Regions from separate parts of the Cyprinus carpio genome. Here region 1 is linked to region 2. The links are chromatin contacts, called in public Hi-C maps. All regions are on one chromosome and are shown on one strand. The core of a region is the stretch at or near the end of the contact, and the rest is flanking DNA. Distances in the headings are between cores, read along the strand shown.

Evidence for each region. A called contact is a pair of places that touch in the nucleus more often than the background predicts.
Region 1: a contact with region 2 is called in a Hi-C map of red blood cells, with 2.5 times the contacts expected there. The contact joins the promoter of LOC109045955 here to the enhancer-like site in region 2. A contact is called at or near these places in 2 of 8 Hi-C or Micro-C datasets (red blood cells and skeletal muscle).

The regions. Positions count from the first base shown.
Region 1 is chrB21:3,985,516-3,990,282 of ASM1834038v1, reverse strand. LOC109045955 (thrombospondin-4-B) reads right to left here and starts at 2,483. Exons shown (of 22, transcript XM_042747706.1): 1 at 2,176-2,483; 2 at 269-466. The coding sequence starts at 2,251.
Region 2 is chrB21:3,931,769-3,936,412 of ASM1834038v1, reverse strand. It overlaps LOC109066464 (E3 ubiquitin-protein ligase RNF165-like), which reads left to right. Exons shown (of 8, transcript XM_042747526.1): 2 at 4,094-4,292; 3 at 4,407-4,532. Among protein-coding and RNA genes, the nearest start is that of LOC109066464, 10 kb to the left of the region's middle. Within about 2 kb of position 2,187, at least 4 of the 8 cell types and tissues checked have an H3K27ac peak or open chromatin away from gene starts, as enhancers often do. A contact at or near this core is called in skeletal muscle, where this site is marked.

The sequences.
Region 1 (4,767 bases), core at 1,234-3,733, 54 kb before region 2:
CGCTGCCTTTTAGCCACGCCCACTGATTCGCGCACACAGTAGGTGATAGACAAGAGCGGCAAACGCAGGTCTACACAGAAACCATCAAACTGAATTTGATGAACTTCATTTTTAATTTAGTGCCACTTCTGAGTCTACAATCCACCATGCCTATTCAAACAGAGCGTTCTGATGAGGGGGTTAAAAATGGGACAGAAAATAGCCTATTACTTCTAAATTATGATGTAAAATAAAAAACAAAAGTATGGTATAATCAAAGTTTACCCACCTTTATTGAGTTTCCCAAGCACAGAAAACTCAAAGTACTTGCTGTTGTCTTGCGGATTGTACAGGCTGAATATGGTGTTTCCAGTTCGAGGCTGGAGACGGAACGTTGTGAGAATAAAGAGTTCTGTTACTCCCTGCTCTGCCAAGCCTCCGTGTAGTAGATCCGGTAGGCAGTCCGGTGACGTTAAGAGGTTATACACTGCAGGAAAACATTATTTAAAGATTATAACAGTTAGTCAAACACAAAGCATACTGCTCACAAACATGTAGTTGTTTCTCAGGCTAATACATGCTGGGAGTGATGCCCAGGTTGATGTCATTTCTGTTAGACTGTAAATACTGTTCCTGTTTATTTAGCCAGTTGCATGTGGCCAAATAAATGTTTGGGGATTTGTACTTCTTTGAAGTTTGCACATGGCAAGAATTAGTTGTTTTTTTAAAGCATAACACAGCTTGACGGTAACCGAAAGTCTAATGGCTTTCAAACGCATTCAAATTTGGAATGTTTTGGCACTGCGAATGGGATATTAAGTGTGTGTCTGAATGCTGAAACCCAGACCGTATCTAACGTGCTTGATGAGTGACATACAATTTGGTGAGCAACATTAGACAAAAATATAAACATTTCTTGTTGCTTTCCAGAATAAGCAGAAAAAGCTTAAATTTCAGATTAATATTTTGAGTTTATAAACAGAAACTCCTGTAACTGAAGCAACTGGTCTTAGTTTGTATAACTGGGATCGAACTGGATCTTATCCATTGAAAATTTTCACTGGAAAATTACATGGAAACCAGGTGAACGGACGGCCGTTGCGGTGTCACTGCCGGATGTCAAATACAGATGTTGGTTGTTATGGCGATGGAAGCGTGCCATTGGCTGAACAGGCAAACATAATGTTGTATGAAAAAAAACTTAATGACTCAAGGATGATGTGTTTCCCAATATTTTAACCGAGAGAGATGGTCTGACTCATTTTCATGCCTTTGCAATCAGCACTTCAATACAACTAAGCAATATTCCCATAAAAACCAAGGCTTTTATTGTGCTTCTTGTTTATCTTTACTTTCTTGTGAAGTAAGAGTATAGTTTGCTCATTTCAAAGAGCTGTTTGTTGCTCAAAAGCATAATTTCATTTCACAGATGGTGTGCTGAAATATTTACATGATGGCCGTGATTGCCAACATGTGTGATTTGACTTTATGTATTATTTGTCATTTTAATGTTCAAACAGTCACATGTCTTGAAGTAAATATTACATTGACATTAAAAAGGGGGAATGTTTATGGTCTGGTAGGTGGAAGTATTTAGTGTGTGTTTTTTTTTTTTTTTTAAGTATTATGTGTCCGGTTTTCAGATTCAATAAAATAATGCAATCTCATCCTTGCTGCAAAAGACATTATGACTTCTATAGCCCAGAATGAACTACCGTTCTCACACTCTCTCTCCCTCACACACACACACACACACACACACACACACACACACACACACACACTTTAACTCTTTCTCTCATACACAAAGGCAATTACCAAAAATCAAAATTGGAGCCTGATGCTGTGGGATAAACACATCCACATCGTTGAGACGGATAAATTGAGAAATCAAAAAAAAGGAGATGACAAGAAATTGTGGGATACAGAGAAAGAGAGAAGATGAAAGTAAAGAGGAAAAGAAAATTTAAAATGTAAGAAACAAAGAAACCAGCCATTACAGAAGAAACCAGACACTTTTAGACTGAGATATACAGCTCAGTGTGAGATTTTAAGAGACAGACATAGAAACGGTGAGAAAAGGTGCAAGAGTGTAAATAAAACTACTGTCAAATAAACTTAAATACTCACAGGCGGCTAAACTAGTCATGAATTAAAGAAACATTTTAACCTATTAAGGAAACTTTGTGTACTCACCGGTTGATTCTGTGCTTGCTGAGCTGAAAGTCAAGATTAGAGAAACGGCCGCAAGGAGATGCATCGTGCCGGTCATCTTTATCTCAACCTTCTGCCACCCCACAGAAGGAGTGTGTGAGAGAGAAGTCTTATGAGAGCTGATCTTAGATTCCTTTGTGCCTTTTGGCTTCAGTGTCTTGTATGTGAGAGTTTTATAGAGAAAGTCTGTGTGATTGAGCAGGAGTGAGGGACAGAAGAAAAGAGTGAGGTCTATGTGTCTTGGGGTTTTAATGATGTGTGTGTGTGTGTGTGTGTTGGGTTGAGGTAACAGACTGTCTGTCAACTAACAGCAGCTGTGCTGGGCGGAGCTATGAGTCTAACAGACACCTCCATGCTGAGGGGGGTGGAGCACAGAGCGGTGCCGTATAATTGGCGGGCCTGGCTCACTCTTATTGGTACCTTTTATGAGGTTCCATTTGTTCCACATCCTTCACTCCGTCCTTCTTTTCCCTCCATCCAATCTTCCTTTCTCAAGTTTTCACATACTTTCCTGTCATTTTGACTGGCAGGTGCCATAAAATATGTCTGCCTGGGAGGATCTCTGGGGAATTGTTTAAAGATAACTGGATGGAGGGTTGCTAATGTTCCGTGAAGGTCTGATTCTTGTGCAAAGGATTCTGTAATAAAAAATAAATTAAAAACTCAGATACACATGTGAGGCAGGCAAATGGTAACAGCCGTTTAATGATACAGCAGCAATTGGGACCAATTATCTCATCTTTCAACTCAATGGCAGTTTAATAACATTCAAAGTAACTTTACAAAAGGCAAAGAAACATCTGTGAGACTAGGTCATTGCACACTGAGTCCGAAATTCTCGCCTGAAATTTTCGCACATTAAAAATAAATACGACTTCACTTTGTGTCAATCACATTTACCTCCGAATCTTTCGTCCGTCATAAAAACATTGGGATCAGGTTTGATTTTCTGCATTTTCGCATTTGCATTTTCATTGGAAAGGATGACAAAATACGAAAAAAAAAATGCATACGAAAATTTCAGACTCAGTGTGCAAAGACCTTATGAGTTGTACGTACGTTGATATGTCTATCTATTCAATTCAGCTGGTCAAGAATTACTATTGTCATACTCATACTATTATACTCAGGGTCAGTGATCTGAATAAATATAAGTATTAAACTCCATAATTCACACTTCAGCAACTACTCAGAACTTTTATTACCCACAACACTCAAGTAACATCCTACCAGTGGCCTAGCAACCACTCAGACCATCCCAGCAACCACCTAACAACTACCCAGCAACTTTCCACAACACCTTAGAAACTTCCCAGCAACCTCCTAATAAAAATGTCATACCAGCAGCCAAAACCACCCAAACACCCCAGCAACGCCTTAGAAACTTTCCAAAATACCCCAGAAACGTCCTAGCTATGCCCTAGCAACCTCCCACAATGTCCCAGCAACCAACTAGCAAATACCCACAACACATCTGAAACTTTCTACTGTAGCAATGCCCTAGCAACCTCCTACAACACTTCAGAAACCACCAAACATTGCCCAGCAACCACCCAGCAACCTCCCACATTATCGCAGCAACACCCTAGTAACCACCCACAACACCACAGAAACCACCTAAAATGCCCAGCAAACACCTAGCAACCTCCCACAACTCCTTAGCAATGCCTTAGCAACCCCCTAGCAAATACCCACAACACATCTGAAACTTTCTACTGTAGCAATGCCCTAGCAACCTCCTACAACACCTCAGAAACCACCTAACATTGCCCAGCAACCACCTAGCAACCTCCCACAACACCACAGCAACACCCTAGAAACCACCTTACCACCATGGCATTTTTTGCAGAAAAAAACTGTTCACAGTAATGGCTAGACTATGATGACAGAGAGAAGAAATCTACATATCACTAGTCTGGTGGTGGATCTCCAGTCTGTTACTCATGCGGTCAGTATCACTAATAACAGACTTGTCTGATACTGATATAACACATACATACTCATATTCACACCACAAATTGGCCGATCACACTGACCACTGACCAATCACATGATGTTGTGGTGAGTGACATAATCCCACATCCTAATCAGAGCGGCGAATGCTGCCCTGTGTGTGAGTGTGTTAAGACCTAAATTACAGTCTTTAGCCGAAGCTGCTCTGTCATTAAAGCTTTCTGAAGCATTATGAGTACGTTAAGACCCAGGTGGGCAAAGTTCTGGAATGTTCTGATTCAAACTGCCTTCCGTTGGCGCGAGCCTGTGTTACAACAGGATCTGGCCTTAAGTCTTTCTCTGAATGTCTGGTTATGTTGGACCCGTCAGTAGAACAGCAGGAAACAGACAGACACACTCACACTGTGTCCTTTTGTTCTCACTGTAGGTTGAGATGGCCTGTTGGTTTGTGGTAAGATGACCCCGCTAATGATCTTACCATGTGTGTGAGCTCTAGGGTTCGGTTGCACTGTCAATGTTTGTGTAAGAAAAGCCGCAATCATGTGTTTTTGAGTCGAGAATCTCTTTAAACAGATACTGCTGATTCCTGACGGTGTTCGTACCTGAGCTTCAGCTCTCTCG
Region 2 (4,644 bases), core at 938-3,437:
CATCTTTTTTCTGTATATATCATTGCAATTTAAATTTTTAAAAGCATCTGACACAAACCACAATAAAGTATTCCAAAAATCTGTTTAATAATAAAATTCTATAAAGGTTTTATGGTATCACCAAAGCAGGATTATGTTAGGAAGTAGCAAACTTTTAAACTTTCTTTGTTGTTTTTTTAAGTGTGCGTGGTTCAGGTATTCCCGATGTTGTGGGGACAAGGATAGTAATACCCAAAATTTTTGATCTTGTGGAAAAACACTTTTTTCAGTGCAGAAATCATACTAAATATGCAGAAACATTTCTGTTAGAGTTGTATTTAGGGGTCATTTTAGCGTTGGGAGATAAATATACAGTATATACATTATAAAAATCATTACACTGTTAAAAAAAAAAAACAAAAGTTGACTTAACTCAAAAAAAGAAGGCAACCTATCACACTCAACTTAAGTTAACCCAACTAGCAACTAGGGATGGGCGTATCTATATATCGATACTGATGTGAGTATCGTAAATATCGATACTCAAACAAAAAATATCGATACTAAGGTGTGTTTTATTTACCAGTGATTTTGTTTGGTTAATAAAAAAATAATGCATTGAATTGGACGAATAACCTATGTAAGTAAATAATTGTGAAGGATAGAACTATTTTGCTGCTAATCTGAACACATGCAAATGTTGCAATATTGAACCAATCCATGACAGAGAGCGTTCACTCACTGACAGTGCTTTCAAGCAGGACTGTGTTTCCCAAAACTATCTTAAGAAAGCATTAAAGCTTTTGGGAACGGCAGCCCTGAACAATGCTTATCAGAGGACAGAAAAAGTCTACATAGTTTGTGCAATTACATTTATTGAAATTGAATGTTGAAAGATAATATTGATCATGTTCTATTCTGTAATGTTAATTTAAATCATACACGGTCAAAAAAAGTTGCATTTTATGTGTGCAACAGCCTGTCACTGGCGGTCACTTATGAAAATGAACCAGTGACCGTAGTTCAACTGTAGTATTTGTAGATTTGAATCATGTGTAAACAAAAAACATATCTGAACCATGTGCAAACAAAAATATAACCTTATTAGTTACAATTAAGGTGTATTGAATGTTAAAATGTGTTTAAAAAAAAGTGGTTATCATTACCAATTTTACTCTTAGTAATTTTATAATTTAATACATTTCGTAATTGAAAATTTTAGTTCAGAAGTAACATATCAGTATCGACGATACTACCTTGAACAATATCGGTACCGGATCGAAAACTAAATAAGTGGTACCGCAAATCCCTACTAGCAACCGACAATTTAAAAACTTTAGTTCATCTATTGAATAAAAGTCTATTTACTGACTGTTAAAAGATCTGTCAGAGCAACCAAAGATTTTTTTAGCATTTAGCAATCCATTTAGCAGTCCTCTTTCTTTTAGATTGGTTTAGATGGTTTATTTTCAAAGCCTTTTACATGTTAGGGGTAGTGTTTACCTCTTAAATCTAAAGGCAAACATTTATGCAGAGACAAATGTATTAAACTAGTTGCAATGAGATGCACATATACAGTACCTCAGCACATGATTCTCAACCATGGTGACGATCAACACATTTTAAATCAGTAAAAATATGAACTCTGATCCACATGACAGCTAACTAACAGAGACGACAGCAGCAGCAGCATAAATTAAGCTAGTAAAATTTTAAAAAAATAATAACATTTTAGTAATTATTAACATAACACAATTTTCAAGCTGCAATACATGCTGGGAACTTGTTTGTTCGGATGACTCGATTTGAAAAGTTGGGAGAACATCTGGATATGTTGTGAACAAATTTGGGTATCTAAGTAAGGTTAGAAAAAACAACTTTAGTTAGCAATGTGTTTAGAGTATTTTTGTTCAGTGTACACAAAAAAGATTTAACTGACTTCTAAAAATTCTTTGTTCAGGGTACTTTTTTACATTGGTTAGTAGAACTTTTCGAAAGTTGGATTTTTTACAGTGTATGTATATGGAAAGACCCATAAAACGTTGAAACCCTGTGTGTGTGTGTGTGTGTGTGTGTGTGAGAGAGAGAGAGCTGGACAGCTGAACGGCTGAAATAGAACTTTGAGGAGCAGCTGTCAAACAGTCCCTTCCTCCTCCAGTTCTCTCTCCTTCCCCTCCCCCTCCTCAATCCCATCATTCCCTCCCCCTCTGTGTGTCCCTGAAACCCCCAGCCCTCCATCTGTCTGTTATGTCCGTCACTGAATCCGTGTGACTGCTGAATCAGCCGGGTCTACTCTCAGAAACACCTGTCATTAGGGCCGATCCACACGGGAACCAAGTGATTTACTGTGAATGTGTGAGACGTCTGCTTCATTAGCCACTGTAGAAAACTTACTAGAAAAATAACAGTAAATCGTTTTTTCTCATAATCATGACTTTAGTCATAACTTAGTCTTAAAATCAATTTTGACCTTTAAAGTCATAATTTTGTCATAATTTTGACTTATAATTATGACTTTCTAGGTCATAACTTTGACTTTTTATCTCATCATTGTTTTTTGTCTCATAATTTTGACTTCATTTTATAATTTCGACGTTGTATGTCATAATTTTGATTTATAATTATGACTTGCTAGGTCATAACTTCAACTTAGTATGACATAACTTTGACTTTTTTTATCCCATAATAATGTTTTGATTTTGTCTGATAATTTTGATTATCTCATAATTCGATTTAGTGTGTCGTAATTTCAACTTTTATCTCATAGTTAGGATTTACGTCATAATTTTGACTTTTAATCTCATTACATACATGGTGGAAATAGGCTTCCAAATTTATATTAAAAATAAGATGGATAGATTCCATCTTAAACAAGCTGTCCAGCCTGACACCATTAGGTCTAGTATATTTCCCCTAAAAAAAACCACACACACACAACTAATCCTGAGGGAATGGGATCAGTTAGATCTGTGGTAATCCAGATAAAGAACGAGTCCTACCTGCCGTAACGCGGGACGTGTCAAAGCATAAGAATCGTCAGCTGGCTTCAGTTAAATAAAGAACAGGTAATATTCTCTAATGCAGGACATCAATCAGAACGGCTGCTTCTCTGGTTCTGCTTCATGTCCTGCTAATAAGATAATACACCACATCACTAACACTTACAAACGTTTACCATGGTAAACACAGTTTCTATTAAACTGCCATAGTTACTCCAGATATTAATTCTATTATATAAAAAATTACAAATAGTAAATTCGAATTTTAAAATTAGCTTTTAGAAATTTTATTTATTTACTGTTATTTTAGTTATTTTGCCTTTGTTTTATTTTGTCAGTGGCTATTGCCAAATTATAAGTTTTTTAACAATAACGGTGTTTTTTATATTTTTCATTCATTTCATTTTAATTGAGTTATTGTTATTTATTTTGCTATTCTATTTATTTTCATGTTTTACTGATGACAAACATTAAATGGTTTAATTTAATTAATTACAAATTAAATTAGTTGGTGGTTTTTATTTATTATATTATTATTTTCATGTTTTATTAATGAATAAATAGAAACAAGTTTTTTTTCTGTAATAACAATAACTGCAGTAAATGTGGTATTTTTGCTGAAACTATTGTTACCATGGTAAATTAAAAAAATGTAAGTGGTATTTTTGCAAACTGTACATGCATTTCGAATTGAATATTAATGAACTATTTACTGAATTGCTGTGCATTTTATGTTGTATACTGCATACTATTTAAAAAAAAACCATATTAATACTTAATAAAATATATATATATATATATATATATATATATAATATAATATAATATAATATGAAAAAACATTTAATTTGTTTGTGAGACGATTTATAAATGATTTAACACAAATAAATCATATAATCAAATAAATCAAAAATAAATAAATAGTGAAACCATTTTACATTTTAAAAAGCCGTACAAAGCCTTGTAAACATCACACCTACAGAAATTAAATTTCACACACAAATTATCCTATAAATAAATCACAACATTCCATATACAACACACCATTCTTCACCATAACACTGTCATCTTCACACGTTGCTGATCTCTGATGGGTTATTGCTTGTCCCGTACAGGAGCACATTTTAGCAGGCACCAGCATAGTCATGCTACCTCCTGCCGGCATTTTCACCTGGCTGCTACGGCAACACCGCTGCCTGCTGAGTTCCCGCCCCCTCCCATCGCCCCGCCTCAGTACCAGGAAGTCCCGCCCCCTTTCTTACCTCAAGCCTTACAGCAGCAATACCTCATCCAGCAACAGCTACTGCAGCGCAGGTAGAAAACATGTTCAGTTATAAAAAAGTTATCTTTTTTAAGGTAAAAGACCAAATAATGAGAAACAAACAAAACAACTGATAAATAAAAGGTCCATTCTATTCCTCTCCTCAGACGCACACAGGAGCGAGTCCCGCTGAACACGCATCGTTTACGCCCAGGATATGAATATGCTCCGCCCCTCCATGTCCCTCAGCCAATCCCACAGCAGCCCAGATACCTGGCAGAAGGCACTGATTGGTGAGTTCTGCAAAAGCACACGCCTACAAAACAGCAGTAAAATATCAAAACTCATTTCCACCATCGAACAGGTAATTGTGATGTTACATCAAGGAAATCAGGCTTTTTTTCT